2 separate regions of the Mus musculus genome follow, and region 2 is linked to region 1. Evidence: chromatin contacts called from public promoter capture Hi-C data. All regions are on one chromosome and are shown on one strand. Each heading gives the region's core, a stretch centred on a gene start, on an enhancer-like site or on the middle of the called end of the contact. The rest is flanking DNA. Distances are from core to core; before and after follow the strand shown. Region 1 holds the start of Crlf3 (cytokine receptor-like factor 3). Region 2 holds the start of Tnfaip1 (tumor necrosis factor, alpha-induced protein 1 (endothelial)).

Region 1 (4,972 bases), core at 1,096-3,595:
TCAACATGCCTGGCTAAGGTAGTGCTTATCCTGCACTCTGAGGCCCTTGCTCCCCCCCCCCCCCAAGATTCTCTCTGTAGACCAGGCTGGCCTTGAACCTGAGAAATCCACTTGCCTCTGCCTCCTGAGTGATGGGATCAAGGACATGTACCCTTACTGCCTGGCTGGCCCTTGATCATTAAAACATGATTTTTTTTTCTTAAAGATTTATTTATTTTATTTTTGTGAGTACACTGTTGCTGTTTTTCAGACACACCAGAAGAGGGAATCAGATCCCATTACAGATGGTTGTGAGCCACCATATGGTTGCTGGGAATTGAACTCAGGACCTCTGGAAGAGCAGTCAGTGCTCTTAACCGCTGAGCCATTTCTCCAGCCCCAAAACATGATTTTTATTTTATTTTATGAGTGTTTTGCCTGCATGTATGTATGTGCACTATGTGTATGCCTGGTACTCTCAAAAGCCAGAAAAGACGGTCAGATTCCCCATGACTGGAATCAGAGACAGTCCTGAGTTACCATGTCAGTGCTGGGAATCTAACCTGGCTCCCCAGGAGGAACAATCAAAGCTCTTAACCACTGAGGCATCTCTGTAGTTCCTTCCAAACTTTACCTGCAAATATAGTATTCTGTTCTATCTTTTCAGCAACTCTTGTCCATATATTTATTAGACTCTCCTCCTACTCCTATCCTTAAGTTTGTCTTTCCTACTTTGTCCTACTGTTTTCTACTCGCATGGTTAATGCCTTAATTCATTTAGCAGATACCAACTATTTACTAAGTATTAGGCTATGTTATCTTTAGGATAAAAACAGCTCTTCTGGCCACTCTCTCCATTTTTCTTTCAAAAGGGCTTCCTTCTATTTTCTTTACTTTCTTATTTTATTTATTCATTTTTTGTTTGTTTGTTTGTTTGAAGATTACGGTTTCTCTGTGTAGCCCTGGCCATTGTGGAACTCAGTCTTTAGGCCTCAAACTCAAAAGATTTACCTGTCACTGGCTGGGACTAAAGGGGTTTGTCACCACTGCCCAGCTGTTTTCCTTATTTTCAAGTATTCTTTTATTTCTTCTTCTCCTCTCTTCCTTCCCCTCCCCACTTTATTTATTTATTTATTTATTTATAGACCAGGCTGGCCTGGAACTCCCCCTCCCTACTTTTGAAAGTGTCTTTTTTTTTTTTCCAGACAGTGTTTTATATCACTCACGTTTCTCCCAGACTCACTACGTAACAACCAGATAACTGTTCTGAGTTCCAGATCTTCCCAAGAGCTGGGAGTAGAGGGTATGCCCCTATGTTTCGCCCATGTGGGAAGAACAGTCTGACCTGGAACATCTTCGATCTGGCCTCTAATACAGATCCATTGCATAATCCTGAGACAATCCTGTACCGTGTCTGATCCTGCTGAGGACAATTTACACACCTTGGGCTTATGGCTCATTTAAGGACTCAAATCCAACCAGTTTTAGTGTGGCTTTTCAGCAGATCACTTTTTACCGTTTTAATAGTTTGGGGGGAAAATTACAAAGACCATGTTGTGACACGTGAAAGTTATTATGCCATATCTAAAATTCTGTATTGAAAGGTTTATTTTTACATCCTTGTTGTCCAATCTGCCTTTTTTGCTCCCCATTCCAAGCAACCCTCCTTCCCCGGCCTCTCTTAGGGCTGAAACACAGGAGCAAGCGGCTCCTCTTGTTTTTACTATACATGGTCACACCCATTTACTTAATACAGCGAAACATACACTTTATCACATGCCAGCAGATATTTATCGGGAGGCCCTTACCGAAGAAAACGTGCCATCATTCGCCTTGGCCTTCTGCCAAGATTGCTGTACAGCTGGTCATCACTTGGGCCTCTCTCTCTCTTTCACCTCCCTCCTAAGAGTATCTAGGTAGTGGCGCCTGGGTCAAGTATCCTCCCAAAATTCCCGCCTCAGCTGGCATTTACTAGGAAGGTAGTACAGCGACGATTTAAGGCCCAGAGCTGTAGCCTCGGCCCTGGAGATCATGCACTGAGTTTAGGAGAGTAGATCCCCCCTCTGTGTCCCTCCACTTCCTCCACTGTGCAGGGCAGATAAGTAGTGCAGTAAGATAAGAAGTGGGAAGCACTTAGAGACGTGTTCACGTGTTTCTACTCTAGCCTCCACTTGTTTCCTGAGGAAGTGTCCAGGCGGGCGCAGCAAAGAGGCCGGAGGAGGAGCTGAGCAGACGGCGCAGCAGGTTTCACTCACTCAGACCAAGGCGCCATTAGTGCCTGTGTCCCCCCCACCCCCACCCCCCGGCGTCTGTCAATCAAGCGGCAGCGGGGGCGGGGCGTGAAGGACAGGGCAGGGCGGGGCGGCGCTTCCGCTGCGCGAGGCCGCTCGGGGTCGCTCGCGGGAGCTAGGCGCAGTCGGGAATCCGGCGGGCCGCGCGACCAGATGAAGGGCGCGATGGAGCCGGAGCCCGAGGTGCTGCTTCAGGAAGCCCGCGAGAACGTGGAGGCGGCGCAGAGCTACCGGCGGGAGCTGGGCCAGCGGCTGCAGGGGCTGCGGGAGGCGCAGAGGCAGGTCGGAGGGCCGCTGCGGGCCTTAGAGGGCGCGGGCCGGAGGGTGGGCGCGCGCGGCGGGGGCGCCCCGAGGCTCAGCAGAGGAAGTGGGTCGCAGACCTGTGGGAGACGTGACATGGGGAGGTGGGTCCTGCAGAGTTCTTCAAGGGAAAGATAAGTTTGGCGGACTGAGAAAGAGTTTGGGGAGCGCTCCTGAGCCGCCTCGCGGGGCACTTGGTGAGCGTAGGGGTGGTGTCCGAGGATGAACCACGGGAGCAAAACCCGAGGGATCGCAGAGTGAAGATCGGAAAAGAGAGTTGGGAGGAAGAGGGCATAGTCAGGGGAAACCTGCGACAGATAACTCGGTTTAGAAAGCCTGAGGGCACTGACCTGGGGACAGTAAAGGTGGAGACGAAGTAGAGGGAGAGGGAAGAAGTAAGGAGAAATGGAGAGGTTGAGCAGCAGTGACCTTAATGCCGAATGAATGGGGACGGGGGGGGGGGGGGGTTGTTATTTGAACATCTCACAAGATCCCGAACGCCTTGAACAACCTTTTAGAGTAATCTCTAGACAGGCTAGAACTGAAGGTGAAGGATGTTGAAGGGCAGAAGGAGCAAAACAAGATGTTTCAGGGAGGGTATACAAAGGTGAAGGGAAATGGAAAAACAGATTTTAAGAGAGGACTGGTAATAGAAGAGGCTAAATACACTTTCAAGTACTGCAGTTATCTCTCCACAAGGAAAGGTCGAACAGAGATAGCGGAAAGCCACATGGCTCCTCTCCACTCTCAAAGGTATACAGAAAAAGATATAAGCCCCTGCTAATGCTAGATAAGATAGATAATCCTCACATTACTATTAAGTGCTTTAGTTAATGCTTTTTGAGGAAATGGAAATTCATTAGAATTTCTCTAGGCCTAGTTTTGTAGGGTACCGTCACACTGGTAACTCCAGTGCTGCTGTGCCGAAGCAGAAAATGGTGAAGTAGTGCTGCGATAATCTTCGAATATTGTCATTGCTAATAATTTAAACCTCTCTAGAGCTGGTGTAGGCCAGGCATCAACAGTTGAGCTAGAACTAGGATCAGAATCCAGATACGACTTATGATTTAAACCTGATTTGGTGAATACTTTCAAGGTCTTCCAATGCAGACATCTGGATTTCCTTTGGAAAGAATCTGCATTATTCCTTCTGCTATTTTGAAATAAATGTTGAAAATCTAGGATTTAAAAAAAAAAGGTTTAAAATACCCTCTTTTATATAGTACTGCTTAGTCTGTGAATTTCATGTATGCATACAGTGTATTTTATCTTAGTCACCTCCCACACCACCCCCTCGAACATTTTTAAATTTTAATTTTTTAATTATTCATTTATTTTTTTTGAAACAGGGTTTCTCTGTGTAGCTCTGACCGTCCTGGAACTTGCTTTGTAGACGAGGCTGGCCTTGAACTCAAATATTTGCTAGCCTCCACCACTCAGGTTTTTTTTTTTCTTTTAAATTTATTTATTTTTTTATATATGAGCACACTGTTGATATCTTCAGACACACCAAAAGAGGGCATCAGATCCCATTACAGATGGTTGTGAGCCACCATGTGGTTGTTGGGAATTGAACTCAAAACCTCTGGAAGAGCAATCAGTGCCCTTAACCACTGAGCCATCTCCTTTTTTTTTAAAACAAACAAACAAACAAGATCTTGCTAAGTAGCCAAGGCTATCCTGGGACTCACCATGTAGCCAACCAAGGCTGGCAACAGCTGGAAATCCTCCAGCCTCAGCCTCTGGAGTACTGGGATAACAGGCATGTTTCCACCATTCTTGGCTAAAGTACCCTGTAATAAATGACTAATGTGTCAGCCAGTTCATATATCTTACACACGAGCATGGCTGTTGTTCAGCTCCCTCAGCAATTAAGAGGCATTAGGGTTGGCACTAGAAGAATGAGGTAAGCACTGGGTGTAGTACTTATTAATGTCTTGTGTGTGTGTTGAGTGCAGTTTTTGAGTGATTCCCACCCTAGATAGTTAGATGTTCATTTGCCAAACCTAGATGTATGATTATGGCTCCGTGATACTTGCCTAATCGATCTACAGCCCTGAAAAGGAAAGTTAAACTTATATTCTTTCATTTTACATTTACTTATTATTTCTTTATCCATTGTGTTGGTGATGGAATCCAGTGCTTTAGACTTACTGGGAAACTGCACTCACTACCTCTTGAACAGTTAAGTTTTGAATCCAATAATTTAAATTCAGAACATACTCTGATAATGAGTTTGGTTCACTGTGGTTTTCATTTGTTTTCTTTTTGAGAGCCCTCGTCTCCTGCTCGACACAGCGCATTCATCACAGTTTAGATTTTTGGTGACGGCGGTACTGCTTATGCTAAGTAATAGTGGTGTCAGTCTCCTCTTCAGCTGGAGTCTGTTTTGTTCCAGTTTC
Region 2 (4,972 bases), core at 1,312-3,811, 1.5 Mb after region 1:
AGCAGCGACCTGAATTTCATCCCAGACACCACCCCAGCCCTCCTCATACACCCATCCCTCTGCCTCCAGCTCTCAGCCTCACCTGTTTCCCTTCCAGGAAGCCCTAGAGGTCTGCTTTGAAGGGGTGACAGTGGCAATCAGGAGGTATGTCATAGGAGCAAGGGTCAGGAAAGAGGAAAGTCCAGTTGCTTGTCACAGACATCGTTCATTCAACATACATTTCTTGAGTGCCTACTACATGCCGACACTGCTAGATGCTGGGCGTAAAGATGAATGCAACATGGTGCCTGCCCTGGAGCAGCACAGCTTAGCTGGAGGAAAACAGACACGTGAACCTGAAGGATTATATTGCATCAAGTGATTTTTACAGAAATATCACTAAGCAAGGAGAAAAGACAATTTCAGTTCACTTGGGTGTATCTGGCCTAAGCTGCGAGCGAGATAAAAGCATAGTCATAAATCCCTGTTTAAGGTCCCAAAAAGGCTTTTCAAATGCATGCCCTGAAATGAAAAACAAAACAAAACAAAAAGGATGAATTTTAAAATGAGAGTTAAAAGCTAGCTATGGTCATGCGTGACTCTAATTCTAGCAACTCACTGTGTTGCTAGAAGACTGACACACGTTTAGGACCAACCTGGGCTGCATACTGAGTTCCAGGCTATCCTGTGCTACACAAGCCCTTGTCTCAAAAAAACAAAAAACAAAAAAACAATTGCCTTCCTGTGTTGTTCTAGTTGGATAGTTTGAGTATTTAAGAGCTCCTAGGGACTAACTGGACCAGGTCCTATGGAAGAGTTCATATGACATGAGACTGCAAACACTTGTTTGAACTCCTACTGCCTTCTGAGTTAACATGCATTTATCAAAAACAAAAACCCTTATTGAATCCCAGCTCCAAGGACAGAGTGAACATAGTGTCTCTAGACAGACAGTAAGCAAATAAACACAAACTGTGATCAGGGTATGAGGAACAGCGCTCAGTGCTCTGTCAGGATTCTACAGGAGGACATAACTCAAGTAGGCAGAGAGGTCAACAAAAGCCTTCAGAAAAAACAATCTGGGACCTAAACACGTCCAGAAAATCTTCTAAGAGAAGGGAGAGGGACATTGTGGGCATAGGGAAAAGCATATGGGGGCGTCCTAAGGCTGGAAGATTTTGACACAAAGGGTCCTGGGATCAAAACAGCAAGAGGGAGCAAGGCTGGCAACCGGCTATAGCTGGATGAGTAAATGAACTTGGGTTTTGTTTTGTTTGTCGAGACAGGGTTTCTCTGTGTAGCCCTGGCTGTCCTGGAACTCACTTTTGTAGACCAGGCTGGCCTCGAACTCAGAAATCCACCTGCCTCTGCCTCCCAAGTGCTGGGATTAAAGGCATGCGCCACCACACCCAGCTGAACTTGGATTATTTTTTATAATGATAACCGCTAGCAGTGGATTTCGGCAGTGCTTATTGATCAGAGTTGGAAAGATCACTCACTGCCTTGGCCAAACAGAGGGAACAGGGAAGAGCAGAATAGAGGCGTCCTTTCCAAATTTCTCACTGTGAGCCAAGCATCTCTAAGCAGGCTGCCTGCAGGTAAGTGGCACTCTGATAATGTTTGCAGAATGAATGAATTCATGTGGAAACAGAAGGCTGTAACAGAAGAAAAGATTTGAAGCCGAACGGGAGTTCAGAGATCAGATGATGTCTGAATTGACAGAATTTAGTAATGCTTAATGCAGCACTTTGGAGAAAAGTGAAGAAAGGAGCCAAACACGATTGCCATGGATCTGGATTGGACCGAGAGTATGGCTGGAAAGGACAGTTTAAAGAGATGGGTAAGATAGATATGGTACATAGCGGGCTATCAGATCCCCAGCCCACCCCTAACTCCCACCACAAATATGCTCCAGGAACGTGGGATTGAGTTTCCTAAGCATGAAGGCTGTGCCTGGCTCTACGCTCCCTGGCTCTCCCAGGTCCGCAGGCACAACAAATAGTTGTAGCTGTGGAGTTTGGAGAAGGCGTAGACACAGGAAGAACTGGGCAAATGGCGCGGCTGTCTTTACTAAATTATACTCCTGCAATGTCCGAACCTCGGTTCACCGGTGACATCGAGGGAGCCAGGCTGAGCTGAGTGTAAACCCGATCCCTAAAAACTCCGAGGTAGGGAAACCGCCGCTTTCCACCCGGTCCAGCCAATCCTCGGCGCTGGGTCACGTCGGCCTCCTCCCGTCCCAAGTCCTCCACGTCCCCGACCTACCTGACGAGCCGCCTCGGCAGCGCTCTGCGGCCCTGACGACTGTCGGTAGAAGCTTCTCTCCGGCAACTGCAACCGGCTGCTGCCACGGAGACAAGATCTAGGAGCCACACGTCACCCCCGAGTCCAGAAGCACCAGCATCCGCCCACCCTGCGGTGCTTGCTGGGAAATAGATGCAACACGCGATAACTGCCCACTAGGCCCAGAAGCCTTTGCTCAGGGGGCGGGGACTACGACACGGGAAGTAGATTTGTTCCCGAACCCGGAAGTAGAAGGAAGTCAAACGTCAAGTTTTCGACCCACTGCTAGCTCGCGCGCTGTGCATGCCGGGTCTTGTAGTCTCTTTCCCGATCTGTAGGGTTGGGCTGTAACTCCGGAGTCGGCGGGCGCAGGATGTGAGCTCACAGCCGAGATTGCAGGCAGCCGCAGGCCAGAGGTGGCACCGAGTCCGCTTGCTACTTGACTGAGACTCGGAGAGGCGTCCCCGCGGACGGTGAGAGCCAGAGGTGCGGGTGCAGAGGGGAAGGACAGGCTCTGCTGAGTCCTGGGCAAAAGGCACGGGATGGCGCGCGGGGATGAAGTTCAGGTCTTTTCTGGGGATGGGAGGCACCACGGATCTCAGTTTTTCAGAAGAGGAGGGGTGTGGCGGGAGAGCAGCCTACACTGCAACGAGAGACATGGGATGTTTCTCCATTTCCACTGGAGAGCCTTTGGGTGAAACATAAGAGCCGCTTCCACGATTTCTGACCTTTCTTGCCAAAATCAGCCTTCCCACCTCGCCGTACCTCGTGTCCTTCCTTTAGAACCCCAAGTCTTTGAACTACCGTGATCGTTTGCGCTTTGTTCTGCTTGGCTTCGCATTAGGTTCCCATAGAGACACGTGTATGTTCCCCAGCCCCAGGATTACCCCTCTATCCACAGGCGAAGTCCTGAGGAAAGAGCCCTGAAACTATCAGTGGAAACTTCATCCTCTCAGAAATTTCTTTCTAGGGCGTCACCTGCCATTGGACTCTTGGACCTAATTGGTCTGGGTGGAATCTGGTCTGACGTCATCTAGGACTCAAAGTAGCTCTTAGGAGGAAAAGAATAGATTAGCTCCGGATTTGACTTCCTCAGTTGGCAAGCCTAGTCACTTGGGTTTCTTTGATTTGGCAGAACGTGTTTATGTGCTTCCTTGATTCTGGGGAAATGGGACTGCACACAAAGTATGTGAGGAACTTGCTAAAACTTGTTGAGGAGTTGATTTTTTTCCCGCTTTGAGGTAAGGCGGTCAGTCGCTCACCAGTCTAGCATTGTAGTGTTACTGTCAGACTCCCGGAGCTCGTTTCCTCCATGTTCCATCACTGAAAGCAATTAAGCCATCAAAAGGATATGCTACTTAATATAGCACCAATATAGACCTTCCTGAAAGCCCCCCACTCCCGACCATTCCAAGGACATACTGAAATCTCTTCAGGGTCAGTTTTAGTTTAGCAAGCTGATGTATATACTTAATTCTTGTTTGAGGACCAGTGTTGTGGGTTTTACCTGTAAAACATGAGGAATAACAGGAAACGACTGAGTGTTCCGGTATTAAAGAGGTTGGTTCCACTTTGGGGCGTTGTTGTTGTTGTTGTTTCTGTTTACAGCATTGCTTCTGTGGTGTAAGCCTTTATCATCACTTGCCTGGACCAGTCCTTCCTCTGATTTTCCCATTTCCTTTCATGTACTTTTGCATCCCACACAGCATCAAGTTGTCCTTGGATCACATCACTCCCCTGCTAAAAGCCTTCCCCGACCCCAAAGTCTGTTGCAATTCCCATAAACCCCAGCTCTTCCTTCTCATGTAGCACTTGTCTTCTCTGGCTTCCTGCCAGACCATCCTCCCTCTTCTTCCTATATACCCGCCGCCATGTCACTACTGTCCCCAAAATGTGTTCCTTTTAGACAATTTATGTGTGTGCTGATTTTGCCTGCATGTGTGTCTGTGTACCACATGTGTGCCTGGAGCCCACAGTGACCAGAAGAGGGCATCAGAACTCCTACGACTGGAGTTATAGATGGTTGTGAGCCACTATATGAATGCTAGGAATTGAACCTAGGTCCTAGAAGAGCATCCAGTACGTCTAACTGCTGAGCCATCTCTCTAGCCCCATAAAACTTGTTTCACTTTTTAACATTTTTGTTTGTACGTGTGTGTGCCTGAGTGTATATATGTGTACCATGTGTGTGCATGCAGCAGCACCCATAAGAGGGTGTCAGATCTCCTGGAACAGGATACAGAGTATTGTAAGCCTTTTGATTTGGGTGCTATCTGGGTCTAACTGTATCTGGGTCTACTGCAAGAGGAATACACTTTTTTTTTTGAAGTTATAATCTCTTTTATTTTTAATTTATTTTTATTTTTAATTTATTTATTATATGTAAGTACACTGTAGCTGTCTTCAGACACTCCAGAAGAGGGAGTCAGATCTCATTATGGATGGTTGTGAGCCACCATGTGGTTGCTGGGATTTGAACTCCAGACCTTCGGAAGAGCAGTCGGGTGCTCTTACCCACTGAACCATCTCACCAGCCCCCAGGAATATACTTTTTAAAGGCAGTTTTTTTTTTTTTTTTACTTTTTAAAAAGATTTATTTCATTTATATGAGTACATTGTCACTGTCTTCAGACACCAGAAGAGGTGTCGAATTACAGATGGTTGTGAGCCACCATGTGGTTGCTGGGAATTGAACTCAGGACCTCTGGAA

The links. Capture Hi-C pulls out chosen DNA fragments and counts their contacts.
Region 2: a contact with region 1 is called in a promoter capture Hi-C map of liver, with 2.4 times the contacts expected there. The contact joins the promoter of Tnfaip1 here to the promoter of Crlf3 in region 1. A contact is called at or near these places in 1 of 39 promoter capture datasets (pre-B cells), 1 of 115 datasets of contacts at active chromatin or transcription factors (astrocytes) and 1 of 9 other capture datasets (liver).

The regions. Positions count from the first base shown.
Region 1 is chr11:80,078,364-80,083,335 of GRCm38.p6, reverse strand. It overlaps Crlf3 (cytokine receptor-like factor 3), which reads left to right and starts at 2,345. Exons shown (of 8, transcript NM_018776.2): 1 at 2,345-2,552. The coding sequence starts at 2,424.
Region 2 is chr11:78,533,849-78,538,820 of GRCm38.p6, reverse strand. Tnfaip1 (tumor necrosis factor, alpha-induced protein 1 (endothelial)) reads left to right here and starts at 2,561. Exons shown (of 7, transcript NM_001159392.1): 1 at 2,561-2,735. It overlaps Ift20 (intraflagellar transport 20), which reads right to left and starts at 2,460. Exons shown (of 6, transcript NM_018854.5): 1 at 2,245-2,460; 2 at 83-311.